Linked DNA regions of Mus musculus: all the other regions are linked to region 4. Evidence: chromatin contacts called from public promoter capture Hi-C data. All regions are on one chromosome and are shown on one strand. The core of a region is the stretch at or near the end of the contact, and the rest is flanking DNA. Distances in the headings are between cores, read along the strand shown. Region 1 holds the start of Dmap1 (DNA methyltransferase 1-associated protein 1). Region 2 holds the start of Rnf220 (ring finger protein 220). Region 3 holds the start of Eri3 (exoribonuclease 3). Region 4 holds the start of Lrrc41 (leucine rich repeat containing 41). Region 5 holds the start of Cmpk1 (cytidine monophosphate (UMP-CMP) kinase 1).

What was found. Promoter capture Hi-C pulls out the DNA fragments that hold promoters and counts their contacts. Capture Hi-C pulls out chosen DNA fragments and counts their contacts.
Region 1: a promoter capture Hi-C map of liver shows a contact between it and region 4, with 3 times the contacts expected there. The contact joins the promoter of Dmap1 here to the promoter of Lrrc41 in region 4. A contact is called at or near these places in 1 of 39 promoter capture datasets (pre-B cells), 1 of 484 Hi-C or Micro-C datasets (B cells) and 2 of 9 other capture datasets (adipose tissue and liver).
Region 2: a promoter capture Hi-C map of pancreatic islet shows a contact between it and region 4, with 39 times the contacts expected there. The contact joins the promoter of Rnf220 here to the promoter of Lrrc41 in region 4.
Region 3: a promoter capture Hi-C map of adipose tissue shows a contact between it and region 4, with 2.8 times the contacts expected there. The contact joins the promoter of Eri3 here to the promoter of Lrrc41 in region 4. A contact is called at or near these places in 1 of 39 promoter capture datasets (pre-B cells), 2 of 484 Hi-C or Micro-C datasets (muscle stem cells and uterus) and 1 of 9 other capture datasets (adipose tissue).
Region 5: a promoter capture Hi-C map of second pharyngeal arch cranial neural crest shows a contact between it and region 4. The contact joins the promoter of Cmpk1 here to the promoter of Lrrc41 in region 4. A contact is called at or near these places in 7 of 39 promoter capture datasets (the HPC-7 cell line, cranial neural crest, frontonasal cranial neural crest and 4 more), 1 of 484 Hi-C or Micro-C datasets (erythroblasts), 4 of 115 datasets of contacts at active chromatin or transcription factors (embryonic stem cells, epiblast stem cells, extraembryonic endoderm stem cells and 1 more) and 2 of 9 other capture datasets (adipose tissue and embryonic stem cells).

The regions. Positions count from the first base shown.
Region 1 is chr4:117,680,799-117,683,498 of GRCm38.p6, reverse strand. It overlaps Dmap1 (DNA methyltransferase 1-associated protein 1), which reads left to right and starts at 1,274. Exons shown (of 11, transcript NM_023178.2): 1 at 1,274-1,285; 2 at 1,517-1,666; 3 at 2,134-2,225; 4 at 2,461-2,656. The coding sequence starts at 1,562.
Region 2 is chr4:117,495,718-117,498,417 of GRCm38.p6, reverse strand. Rnf220 (ring finger protein 220) reads left to right here and starts at 1,366. Exons shown (of 15, transcript NM_025739.3): 1 at 1,366-1,735. It overlaps Gm12827 (a long non-coding RNA gene), which reads right to left and starts at 2,681. Exons shown (of 5, transcript XR_868034.2): 1 at 1,690-2,681.
Region 3 is chr4:117,549,002-117,551,701 of GRCm38.p6, reverse strand. It overlaps Eri3 (exoribonuclease 3), which reads right to left and starts at 1,337. Exons shown (of 9, transcript NM_080469.4): 1 at 972-1,337. The coding sequence starts at 1,106.
Region 4 is chr4:116,073,965-116,076,664 of GRCm38.p6, reverse strand. Lrrc41 (leucine rich repeat containing 41) reads right to left here and starts at 1,396. Exons shown (of 10, transcript NM_153521.2): 1 at 1,058-1,396. The coding sequence starts at 1,256. It overlaps Uqcrh (ubiquinol-cytochrome c reductase hinge protein), which reads left to right and starts at 1,595. Exons shown (of 4, transcript NM_025641.3): 1 at 1,595-1,749. The coding sequence starts at 1,696.
Region 5 is chr4:114,985,853-114,988,552 of GRCm38.p6, reverse strand. Cmpk1 (cytidine monophosphate (UMP-CMP) kinase 1) reads left to right here and starts at 1,325. Exons shown (of 6, transcript NM_025647.3): 1 at 1,325-1,587. The coding sequence starts at 1,420.

The DNA of each region.
Region 1 (2,700 bases), core at 25-2,524, 1.6 Mb before region 4:
CATAGACATGTGGCGTGGTATGTGTGTGTATTACTATTGCTTCCATGAAACACCATGACCAAAAGCAAGTTGGGGAGGAAAGGGTTTATTTGGCTTATACTGCCACATTGCTATTTATCACCAAAGGAATTCAGGACAGGAATTCAAACAGGGTACGATCCTGGAGGCAGGAGCTGATGCAGAAGCTATGGAGAGGTATTGTTTACAGGCTTGCTTCTCCTGGCTTGCTCAGCCTTTTATAGAACCCAGGACTACTAGCTAAGGAATAACACCGCCCACAATGGGCTGGGCCATCCCCACTGACCACTCAATAAGAAGATGCCTTACAGCTGGATCTTAAAGGCAGTTTCTCAGTTAAGGTTTTCATCTATCAGATAACTCTAGTTTGTGTGTTGACAGTACAGTGTGTGTGTGTGTGTGTGTGTGTGTGTTGTACATTACACTGCCCCCCCCCCCAAAAAAAAAAGAGTCAAGATTCACAACTCATTTTAGGGGAATTGTAAATTAAATAAAGAAGTTAAGAGCCTGACCTGGTGGCACATTCCTGTAATCCCAGCACTTGAGAGGCAGGGGGATCGCTGTGAGTTAAGAGGCCACCCTGGGTGGTGGGGAAAGAAAAGGGATAGGAAGGAGGAGGCAGAGAGGGAGGGAGGGAGGGAGGGAGGAAGGGAGAGAGAGAGAGAGAGAGAGAGAGAGAGAGAGAGAGAGAGAGAGAGAGAGAGAGAGAGAGCTTCTATTTTACTCTCTTGGCAGCTGGAGAAGCTAGTTTAGCTCTGCTTTGAAAGTTTAGCACAATGGCAATGCCTGGTAATATAGAGAGGCACTGAATGAGCAGAGGCAATTACTATCATTAATCCAGTTAATTAAGAAAAAAAATAATGTTCCAGGCACTGTGCCATTGTTTTACATGGGTTATTGGTATTTCACTTAAGCAGGAGCTGTTACAATTTTCATTTTGTAAACAAATTAAGTGTTTTGAAATAGGTTTTGAGAAAATAAGTGACTTTTCAATGTCACAGAGTTCTCTTCAGGTTTTCTTTTCATTGCCCGGGACACAATGTAGAGAAATAGAAGGTAAATGTCAAAAGCAAGCCCCGCATCGCCTCGCGCGGATTCCTGGGAGCACAGCAGGAATTCCAGGCGAGCGACTCAGCCTGCCCGGTAGCTTGCACACTGGGTTGCTAGCCGGCTCCTGTTTGTCTAAGCACCGACCGGAAGTGTTTCTAAGGGTTGCGTTTCTACGACGCACAGCCGGAAGTTCCTATCCGTGGGTCTTCAGAGAGAGGTAATTTGAGGAGTGGGCTACAGCTGGGGGGACTCAGGTGTGGCTCCCCGGGGATGGCGAGGCAGGGAGGACAGTGTGACCGTAAGGGACACCTGCGCGGGGAGGCGGAGAACGAGGCAGCACCCAAACCTGGTGTGGACCATTCTGGCGCTGGCCTCTTCACCCTGCCCCCACTTGGAGCGGGAGTTGCAGGGACACCGCCCCCTTAACGGTAGCACAGTCTTTCTGCAGGTACCGACCCTTGACGTCGGGGTACTACCTCATCCCTCGGGCGTGATGGCTACGGGCGCAGATGTACGAGACATTCTAGAACTCGGGGGTCCAGAGGGAGATGCCGCCTCTGGGACCATCAGCAAAAAGGATATTATCAACCCGGACAAGGTAGCAGGGGCATTTGAGCGGGCTGAAGTGTGGGTGAAGGTGTTGGCGAAGGGATGGGAAGGGGTGTTACCAGAAGAGAGATGGTGGAAGTGATAATAAAAGGAGAGCTACAATGGAACAAGAGCATGCCACCCTTAATGTAACGAAGAGGGGACACTGGGAGGTGGGGACCAAGAGAGCGGGGAAACCGCCAACGGACGAGAGGACCGAGGGAACCTGACACTTGTAAGTTGTTGGGAAGAGAGAGCAAGACATTGTGACAGTCTTGAGGTGAGGGAAGGACTTTCTTCCCTGATAACTCAGACGCGAGCGGGGAGAGGAAACCTGTGCAGACGGTGTAGAGACGCTCCCATGAGTGGGTTCCCGGGACTTTAGTTCAGCATTTGTTTGTTCAGGTTGGGCTGGGTAAAAACTTCAAGGAAGGGTGGGTCTGGGCCATCATTTTTTCCCTGTGGTTTTCTTCCCAGAAAAAGTCCAAGAAGTCCTCAGAGACGCTGACCTTCAAGAGGCCTGAGGGCATGCATCGGGAGGTCTATGCTTTGCTTTACTCTGACAAAAAGCAAGTATTGGAATCCCAAGTCCTCCGTGTTTCCCCTAGCTCACCAGGCATAGCCCTATGTCCCTATTTTCTCTTCTACTTTCCCCCACGCCAGTATCCCCAACTAGGGCTCCTCCTGCAGGACAGCTCAGTGTCTTGCTCCAGGACATGACTTCCTTATTCTGGGGTAGACTGAGCTTCATGGCTTTAGAGGTTCTTCACACACCTGCTTCTAACCTTTCACCTCCACTGCCAGGGATGCACCCCCACTGCTGCCCAGTGACACTGGTCAGGGGTATCGGACAGTGAAGGCGAAACTGGGGTCCAAGAAGGTTCGCCCTTGGAAATGGATGCCTTTTACTAACCCAGCTCGAAAGGACGGCGCTATGTTTTTCCACTGGCGACGAGCGGCGGAGGAGGGCAAGGACTACCCTTTTGCCAGGTTCAATAAGGTGAGCTGCTAACAGAGCAAAGCTGAGCCACTTGCTGAGTTCTC
Region 2 (2,700 bases), core at 117-2,616, 1.4 Mb before region 4:
AGAGCAGTCTAATTAACAATAGTGCCAATGCATGACTGGTATGGCTAGAGGCTTAGAAGTCCCTAAGCCAATTGAATCCTGTGAATGGAGGTAGTCATGGTCACAGAAGTCTAGGTGAGCCTATTAGCTGCTCATTTAAAGAGCTGCTAATTAAACATTTTAAGTGTAATCACCACACAGGAACTTAGCTAGTACCTTTTGTTGAGAGTCTCACTCCTAGCCCTGGCTGGCCTAGAACTCCCTGTGTAGACCAGGCTGTGCTGGGACTTTCAGCAGTCCTCCTGCATCTGCCTCCTGGGTGCTGGGATTACAGGCATCAACCACAGAGCCCAGTTCTATACAAACTTAAGCACATGTTAAACATGAGAAAAAGGGACGAAAAAGTCACATCAGAATGGAATATTGGTCTCATTCTGGTTTAGACTATAATCCTGGGAGGTTCTTCGCAGGATGGATTATCCTCATGTATCCTAGGGAAGAGAAATTTTTTCCAGATGAGAAACCTGACTTTTTAGAAACCAAGCCACAAAACAAAGGAATTACTTCAGAGGCCAGGATTAGCTTTCAGCTGGGCTTTGCCTTCTCAGCGGGGCCTACCTGCCTTCCCTGTTAGCTGTGTACCTAGAAGTAAGTCACAAAACCCAGCCTCAGTTTCTTCTTTTTAAAAACTAGAAATATTATCTCCAGAATTAAAGGGCTAAATGAGATTGTGGAATGACATTTGGACTCATAGCTTGGGTCTTAGAAGGTTCTCAATAATGTTAATTCTCTATTTCCCCAATATATCTTTTTATACCTCATGAATTAACAATTTGAAGAGAAAGAACTATATTATAAACATCAGTGACACCAGGGAAATTTTTATTCACAAATCTGGGTGTTAAACTAGGCCCCTTTTCCTCTCTGTCTAAATGTCAGTTTTATTCATATTCACTTACAATTTTATTTTTATAGGCAAAGACCCAAAGTAATATTCAAAGCACTAAACATTCGAAGCACTACACAGCAGGTAGGATCTTTCGGGGGCGGGGGGTGGGGGGGAAAGGGTAGAGTTTTATGTTGGAGCCAAGGTTTGGTGGTCAGCGAGCAGCCCTGACGTCAGGCTTAAAAGATTTAGCCATTTCCCCTTGGTCACTTTAGTTCAAAAAAGAATCGCGGTCAGTCAGATTTCTCCGAAGGGAAAGGAGGAGAGATGTAAACAAAGGCAAAAGACCTCTCTAGTTTCCACTTGGGCGGGCCACCTAAGACCATCCAGCCCTCTAGTGAGGGCAGCCAGGGCTGCTCTCCCGGAGTGCCCGGGGTCTGGACTCCATTTCCCAGAGTCCCTTAGTACCCTAATGTATTCAGTGCTCAGAGTGCCTGTATGTGTGTGAGTGTGAGAGAATGTGTGCGTGCATGTGTGTGTGAGTGTGTGTGTGCGCGCGCGCGTGTGTGTGCGCCTCCGAGTCCCTGGGAGAGTGGAGGCTCATTCACTGATTAGAGCCAGCGCTGAGAGGCAGCACTGCTCTTCTCTCACACCAACAGAGTCTCTTGATCTGTACATGCAATCCCAGGCAGCTCGCGAGCACAAACCCGGGGCCAGCCGCCTGCTGCTGCTGCTGCTGCCGCTGCCGCCACCACCGCCGCCGCTGCCCCCGCCGGCTCTGCGCACCCGGGACTTTTCATGCACCACACTCTCCGTCTTCTTACCTTGGTGTCCTGAAAAGTGCGATCGTTCTCCCCAGGAATTTCCACGGCAAGTACGGAGCCCAGAAAGGGGTGTGGATGCGTGTGCGTACACAAGAGGGGTGGGCGCGAGGGTGGCCGGGTTGCTGAGGAACCTGGCTAACTTTCGGGGTTGGTCTCCCAGGGATTCGGGCGGCTCCCCTGCGACAGGGACAGGGACTGGGACCTGCACTGCCGCGTCTTAGATCTTGGCGACCGAGCCTCCTTGGCTGTCGGTGCCCGGCGCGCTCAGTGCGCTGCCTCACTCAAACTTTCCGTCTTGAGTTTTCCTTAATGTGTTTTATTTGGGGGGTGCAAGGGGGAGGGACCAGACGCTGGAATTGGACAAGTAGGGAGGGCGAGGGGGATAGCCAGGGGAAGGGAGCAGGACTTCTCCATCTTTTTATAAGCCCCATTTCCACTTTGTTTGGGTCGACCGCGAGTAAGCTCTCCTGCCCGGCTTCCCGGTGCACCCCGCTGTGATTTCCGCGGGCCCGGTCTGAGTGTTACTCAGTGGGGACTCTCAGGCGGCGGGCGGGATAGGAAAGGGGCGATCTGTTGAGAAACGATCCCAGCCGCACAACACATTGCCGACCCGGTGGGGTACCCCGCAGGCTCCGGAGCCTTGGGGTCCCCAGAGGCTCGGCTTACTTTTTCCTGACGAGGACGGGTGTGAAGGATGGAGAAGGAGAGCCGGGGGGTGCGGTGGGGGTGGGATGGGGAAAACCTCCGCCTGCAGGATGAAGGCAGGTGCTGCCACTGAGGTGAACCGTGCTATCTGTAACCGGTAAACTCCCAGCTCCACTGGGTTGGACTGGCCGGCCTTAGAGTAACGCGTTCCGTGCCGGTCTCCTGGGATTGGGGGTGGGGGGGCGGGATCCCCTCTTCCAGCGATTATAAGGAGCGAGGTGGGAGGACGATCTTGTAAAATCACGAGCTTGCTTTTTGTGTGTGTGGTGTTTTTTCTTTTTCTTTTTTTCTTTTCTTTTCTTTTCT
Region 3 (2,700 bases), core at 88-2,587, 1.5 Mb before region 4:
CAGGCAGCACCTGCCGACAGGCAGCCAAGTGGGTTTCTAACCAAGATCACAGGCATACATTAGTGGAGTCACACTCCAAGTCACTGTTATAAATTGGCTTTTAAATGGTGGGCGATTCAAGTATAATATACTTAAGGTCCAAGACCGAGCCCACTAAAACAAGGTATACTGTGTATGATAAAGTCAGAATAAAGCTGAATTTGATGAAGCCAGTTTTCTGGTACAAACTCTACAGTCAAAAATCATTCGGCCAATCACAATCTACTACAGTTAAATAGCTTAGTCTTTGGCCAATGGGATTCATGTTTTGCTGCCCTTGGGCTGGGAAACCAATGAAATGCACTAGCAAATGCAAGCCACAAAAATGGTCAGAGACAATTATTGGCCCCAGTCATTGCGAAATCCAGCCTGAGGGGCAAGCTCTGTATCTCCAGATGAGGGGCCCCATACCCAGCATCTTCCAGGCCAACGTCGAGCAGCTGACATTTCACAAGAACTCAACCCAAGTCATGCTTTCTTTGTTTTAAGAAGACACCTGTTGCTGGACCACTTGCAATAAAGACATACAAAAAGCTACCTGGGTTAAGGCTCTTTCTCCACTCTGTCCACCTCTGTCCACCATTATTACCCACAGCTTGTGACTTACAAGGAAGTAAAGTGCTAGCATGTGTGCCTGTGCCAAGATGCGGAGGGGGTAGTCTATAAATAATTCCTTAATCTTCTACTTTATCTGGTCAAACCTCTCTCCTTCTCCAGAAATCTCAAACCAGGCCCTTTCATCAACTCACCCAGTCTCTCTCGCAAAGCCGAGCTCCCCCACCGCCCTCCCCAGCTATCCCTTCGCCCAGAGTTCTAACATCCAGGGTGAGCACCAGGCCAGAATCCCAGGCTCCTTAAGTGTGCGCGCCACGACCCACACCCCGCATGCATTAACCAGGGCCCAAGCTGGGGGCCCTCTCAATCTCACCCACCCCAGGGTGTTGCCCCCAGCTCGGGCCCATCCAGGTCCAGGGAAGCGTAAGGGGAGGGGCAGGGGGCCAGGAGACCAGCCCTCCTTCCCAGGGCCGCCCCCGCCCCCCGTCAGCTGCCGGAGAGGCTGTCGCCATGGCAACGCCCCCTCCTCCGGGCCAGCACGGCAGGCTCTCTCCAGGTGCAGGCCCCGGCGTCTCCCTCGGCCTCAGCAGACGCTCCGGGCAGTTGACGGCAGCGGGCACGGCCCGCGCCGCCTGCGGCGCTGGCCAGGCAGAAGCAGGGCCAGCTCCGCCCGCTTCCCACAGCCCGTTCCAGGCAGCCTCAACAGCGGCAGCCAGCACCACGAGTCCACAACACACCGACTCACCTCCGCGCACTCTGACCCCGACCGACGCGGTGGACGGGCGGGCGTGGTAGCCAACCGCTGAGCCCGCTGCTAGCGCCTTTGGCCAATGAGCTGGAGTAAGGCGGGGCTTCTTCTCTCCAAACGCTCTCTCTCCCGCCGACATGCGCGTTAAGGTGTGTCAAGATGGTGACCGTTGGCTCTGGGCCTTGTGGGACTTGTAGTTTAGAGGAGCCACGTATTCAAAAGAGAAAGGGAGGGTCACTTCTAAACAGTGAAAGGGGTTTTCTTAAAAAATAAATAAATGATAATAATAAAATAACCCGAAATCTTCGTCAGGCCTAAAATGACCCAGATGCTCTACTTATTTTCCCCACCTTGACTGTAGGCATTCGGTGAGTATGGGCTTAGGAGACATTCTCTTTAGGCGACACTTTTCTGTGATTCATTGTCAACAAGTAATCGTTATCTACTTTCTGATGCGGGCCTGAGGGAAATCTGGAAAGAAGGGAGGCGAATTCAGCTAAAAAGAAAATGCTGAGATTTCTGAAGGGCCTTTCTGAGGAGGAAGCTTCTGGCTTGTTGAGGCCCTCAGAGGAACTGTCAGGGTTAACAAGGTTTCTGGCCATAGCTGTAGTGGGTCTTTCACAGTCAGTCTCTCCAGGCAGCTGGGGAGAACTTCACCTAAAGCGATGGGTGAGTGTCTCCATCTTAGCTGTGCTTCTCTGGGAATCCACGTTATGAAATGGGAAGCATCAGTCTTAAGCCACTGGTGATTTTGACAGCCTCTCAGTCAGATCCATCTTAGGAGCCATCTTCAGTTACCAAGCTCCTCTGTCTGCCACCTGCTATTTTCCTTTAAGACAGCTAATATCAGTTCTGGACCCTGCCACCTCTGAGATCTTAATATAATGGTTCCTGCCTGAGCTGGAAATGCCTGTAATCCCCATATCAGAGAATGCCTTCTTTAATCTCATGCACATAATGGGTTAGATGGTTCTACTGTGAACCTACAGAACTGAGCACAGCACTTTACAATTGTCTCCCTGCCATCTCTCTCCCAGGAATTGAAACTCGTTTAAGATAGCTATTCATTTCCATATTGTTCATGCTGCATGGCTTATACCCAGTATGGTGTCAGTCATAGAGCAGCTATGCAATAATGTGTTTCTGACAAATGAAGGAGTAAACTGCAACAGAGACAGATATCACTCACCCCAACTGAGAAAAGGAGAGCCACGATTGCCTGTCCCCAAATCTTGGAACTAAAACTGGAGCTTCTTCTTCTTATCGTTACATAAACATTAACCTGGATTGGCCCATTCGTCAATGCGTGTTTATACTTCAGAATTGGGCACTGTCTGTTGCTGATGGTTTCATGGTAA
Region 4 (2,700 bases), core at 147-2,646:
CAGCAGGGCCTCCTTGCCATCTGGTCGGGGAGCAGAAGGCCTTGGCTCACACCGGAGCGGAGCGGACTGTCTAGCCGGGTCCAGCCCCTCCGTACCGGCCGCTCTCACAACTAAGGCCTCGGCTCCCTCCTATTCGGCCCAAGGCCTCTTCCCCATGACGCGTCTCACCCGACTCTAGCTCCGCAGTCCGGGATACCCTGGCCCCTGCCCGGCCTGAGGCCTCTTCGGCCCTTCCCGCCGGCCGGTCTCCCGAGCCTGTCCGTGCTTACGGAGCGTCTCCCGGAGCCCTCCACTCACTTTCCTACCTTCTCCACCACCGCCCCGGTCCATCCAGAAGGCCACCGGCGCTACCTGCTCGGCGGGCAGACCCGCAGCTCAGTTTAGCAGCGAGGTCTGGGGCGTCGGTGCGCTCCCTTCAGCCCTCGCTCGGGCCGTCAAACAGGCCACGGCGCTCCCAGCCTTTTCGGCTTCTCCCCGCGACTCCGGTCCCTCGCTCGCTCTCCACTGGGCTGTCCCACCCCGCCCATCCGCGGGGCTCCCGGAGTCCAGGTACCGGTGGTGTGCCCGGCGGACAGCGGAGGCCCCGGGCCGGCAGCGCAGGTGGCTGCGGGCCTGGCCTCCTTGCCTCGGGTCGGGCCTGCCAAAGTCGGTCCCTGCCCCGGGGCAGCCCGGCCATCCCTGCCCCGTCGGTTCGAGATCCGAGAATCCTCCGTTCAGTCCGGTCCAGCCCAGTGTCAGTTCCGAGCCTGTGGCTCCGGCCTGCTACTCCAGCCCCCGTCGCTAGGGCCCTGGCAGCTCTGCCCCGTACCGGGCCTTCTGGCCTCGCCCCCCGCGCCCCCCAGGCGAGCCGCGGCTCGGCTTCACCGGCTCCCTCGGTCTCAGGCTTCACTCCGTCCCGCCCTGTCAGTCACGGAATTTCTGTTCCGACTCCACCATCGAACTCCCGGGGCTCCCAGCTGGGCCTGGCCCCGGGCCTCTCGGCCTCGCCCCCCGCGCCCCCTGGCCGCCGGGCCGCCCCCGCTCGCTGCCGGAGGTCGCCCCTCACTCCGCGACTTACCCCACACCCCGCTCTCCAGAACCCCCATATGGGCGCTCACTGCCCGCCCGCACAGCTCGAACAGGGCGGGGGGAGCGCTGGGGCCCGAGGCCGAGCTCTTCGCTGGCGCCGCCTCCCGGGACGTGGCCTCCATGGTCGTTGCTGCCGCTACCTCACAGAACCAGCAACTCCGGGCGCGCCAGGCCTCGGGCGCCGCCATCTTGGGGAGGTGCGCGAGCCCGAGAATGACACCCGCGGGCCGCCATCTTGAAGAGGTCAGCTTTTAGGACCGCTCCATAAGGGATATGGGGAAGAACAGAAACAACATTAAAAGATCGTCAAACAGAGGAGCAGATGACTCAAGTATCTTAGGGAATACTACTTGGAAAAATACTGTAGATCAACACATTTGGGCAAGAAGTGACCGAAAGGATGTTTCTTAGCAAATTCTTTGCAGGCGTATATAGCAGCTCCCCCTACGTCTCGTAGCTAGCGAGTAGTACAGCCCAATTTGTGCGTGTGTTCGGGACTACGAGGAGTATGCCGCACTTCCGGCCAGGTCGCCGGATATCCGTCGAGTGACCCTTACTAGTCCTTCTTAAACCTGAAGTGGAGTACTACTCTGGTTGCGCTTGTTGGATCCCAAACCGGCTCCCGACATGGGACTAGAGGACGAACGAAAGATGCTCACTGGATCTGGAGACCCCAAAGAGGTAAGGCTTCGAGGTTGGCGGGCCCGGGACCTAGCTCAACAAAGCACCTCCCGGGGCTCTCTTAGTCCGGGTTTATAGCCTAGGGTTTGCGGGGTCCAGAGAGGTGGTTTCCGTTACTTACCTTCAGAATTCTTTGGTTGACCTTGGGCAGATTAATAGCTAGTCTTTCTCGGGATTGGCTTCCCCAAACCAGGAATGTGAAAGTGTAACTGGAGTTTATAATGCTGCACTGATAAACTTGTGTAAACAAACAAACAACCCCCCCCCAGGTTTTTGAGGTTCTAATTTGATAAATGTTTTGAGGTTCTAACTTGATAAGTGCGTGAAGCAAAAAACTAACGTTAGTCTTTAACGTAGCTTAGGTCAGAATTTATTTATGGAGATTTCGGGGACCCTAGTCTTCGGAAAAGTGCTTTCAGGAGTTGGGGTGTAGCTTCATGGTAAAGCTCTTGCCTAGCATTAACAAGCCCTGTATTCGCTTCCCAGCATCTCCAACAAAAAGCGGTTCTTTATCTTTTGGGATGGAGATGGCCGAGGACTTGTGCCTTTGGGGACAGTTTAAGAATGTGTAGTGTAATTCTGTGGTGCAAGAGGGAGCTCTTTCCCAAGTTGAGCATCATTGTGATAAATATTGGCTGCTTATGTGCTGAGTGCTTTATATGCACTAAGATACTTAACTTGCACAGTTTCCCCATGAGGTAAATATCAGGTACATTATATATTTTTGTCACTTTTATTACATGAGGCAGCAAGCAAGGAAGTTTATCTTGAATGAGGGCACACAACTAGCAAGACAATACAACTGGGACTCCAATGCAGACGTCCAGGCTTGAGAGCCAGAGCTCTAGCCCGAGACTCACTTTGCTTCCATTTCCTGTGCATTTGTCTTGTCTACTTCAGGACAAGCCATCAGGGCTTAATGGATTAATTAGTTGGCAAATTATTTATCCC
Region 5 (2,700 bases), core at 76-2,575, 1.1 Mb after region 4:
TGTAAACCAGATGAGGGTGGTCTTGAGTTCACAGAGTTCCATCTGCCTTTGCCTCCCAAGTGCTGGGAATACAGTCAGGCTTCAAACCTATCATCTTCCTGCTTCAGCCTTTGACTTCAGGTTTCTTATTTGGGGAGCTGGAATATTGTAGGTCCAAAGCCAAATTATCTATCTTAGCCCCCAATCAACCATTTATTGTTCACCTCTATGTGACCTAACATTCTTGTGACTATTAGGTAAGTCCATTTGTAACATACAAACAGAATCCTAGCTTCCAAACCCAAAGGCTAAGAATGTGATTGTAAGGGTCCATGACTTTTCAAAGAATGACACCCTGGATTCAAAAAGTATGTAAATACAAAGAGTGTTTTATTTTGCAGAAGTTCAGCATGCTGGGGTCTCCCATTACCAAGAAAGACCGAGAAGTGAGCTTGCAGGCCCAATTTAAAGCACACTGGGGGAGTTCTGAGGTAGGTGGGCTTTGTCTTACTCTATCTCTAGTCAAGTGCAGCAGTGAGGAGGAAGGAAGTTTAATCTGTAACTGATTGTGAACCATCCATTGAGATAACTCACTACCTTTGGATCAGCTTGTCTCATCCCTCTCGTCATCATTTGGCATCTGGGGCCAATAACAGTACCAGCTTTGCTAGAAACCATCTCTACCAAGTTATCTGAAAAAAAAATTGCCATGATTCATAGCTTTGTTCTGTTACTATAAAAAACTCCATGAAAATGCTACCACTGCCGACTCCAATTTTCAAAGGTTTGTGTTCATCCAGGCTCAGTTTTCACTCTTTTTCTTCTCTCTTCAGAGTTTTCCCTAATGGCCCGAGTCAGGGTAACAGAGCTAAGCTTAAAGTCTTTCCCTGCGGTTAGAATATAACCTAAGTGCTTTTCCATAACCGACTCAACTCTCCATTAATGACTTTCCATTCCACTTATCCAGCCCTAACCTTCTAACATGCCCTTCTCTCTTGGCGGGTCACTGCATCCAAGTCTCTGCTCTTTTCAGTCCTCAAGTCTTGGTTCCAAGGTCACCTCTTTAGAGGCCTTCTTTGCAAACCTCAAACTGTTCTCATTTTCCTTTGGTTTCCTTCCCAACAATGCCGTTGTTCCTACTGACTCCTGTGCTTGCCTCTTCGGTTAGGCCGCTTCTCTTGGGAAAGGGAAACCCGGGAGATTGAACCACTGGTCTGCCTAAACGTCAATCCAGGTTCTGAAACTGAAATGCCTTGGGTCTCCAGCCACGTTAGGAAGAACCGGAACCGCGAGCGGAAGCTGGCGCAGCGCACGGAGGCCCCGCCCCTTCCTGTCACGGCGGCCGGCAGCTGGCGGCGGGGCCCCGGCGCCCGCTCTGCCCGCCCCCTCCCTGCCGCCCCGCCCGCGCCGCCGCGCCGGCCGCTGTCAGAAGCGCGTTGTATGCTGAGCAGCTGTCGTCGGCTGCTCCCGCACGTCCTGGTCCCGAGCTGCCCGCCGCTGACCCGCACACTGCGGCTCTTCCCTCTCCACCTCATGAAGCCGTTGGTCGTGTTCGTTTTGGGCGGGCCCGGTGCGGGCAAGGGGACCCAGTGCGCGCGCATTGTCGAGGTGAGGCCGTGCGGGAGGGCGACGGAGAGCTCCCGGGCTGAGCGGAGCGGGCCGGGGCCGGAGGGAGCAGCCGCGTTGGCGGCCGCGCCCCTCGCTGTGGGGAGCGGACTACGAGTCCCGACGGCCACCGCGCGCCCGGGCCGAGGGGCGTCGAGTCTACGAGTGCTTTGTTTCCGCGCGCCCTTGCTTCCACTCCTGGGATCCGGGTCTTCTCGCTACATCTCTGGCTGTCAGTCTCCGGCTAACCGGCCTCGAGGAACCCGACCCGGATCTTGTGGTAGTTAAAGTGCCGGATTTGTGAGAGCCCAGGCGCTAACCTTTGGCCCAGCTGACAACTCACGCCCTTTTCCTTGGGCGAGTGAGTCACTCACTCTCAGTGAACCTCAGTTGTCTAAGCAAATAAAAAACTCTGCTCTCCGAGAAAGTAAAACACCACCCAACTATAAAATCCTCTTATCATTTTTTAAATAATGTTTGCTTTAGGACTGCAGAGATGGCTGAACGGGTAAGGGCGCCTACCACCACGTTCCATCCCTGAGACCCACAGAGAACCACAACCCCACTCCCGCGAGTTGTCCTATGATGTTCACTCTAGAGCTCAAGGGTTTGCCCACACAAATAACTAAATACAATTAAAGTTTTGACATAAGTTTACCAGTTCCATTCTTTTAGTATTTGAGGTCAGGGGTGGCATGTACACGGAGAGAGGCAAAGACTTTAAACTCAAGCAGGTATGGGTTCTAGCCCGTGTTAGCTGTAGTGATGGACTGTCTTGTTTTTTCTAGCCCCTATGAGCTGTAATGATGCGGTGAGGAAGGCTTAATGGACTGTCTTGGGCAGTGTTTTAAAGGAAAACAAGACAATCAGAAAGAAATGGCAGGGTTGGGGAAAAACACCCAACATTCACCTTTAAATTGAGTGCTTGATAAAAGGTTTTGACCCAGAACTTGATAATTTCTTCTTTTCCTATAAGCCGTGGCCTATATTTGCTTTGTATTTTTTTCCACGTTCATATATTCAGCTCCTGCCCTATAGTCTATTCTCTAAAGAACAACCACAGATAAATAAAGTAATGTGGTCTAAAAGTTGTGTGTTTTACAGTTATGTCTAGAA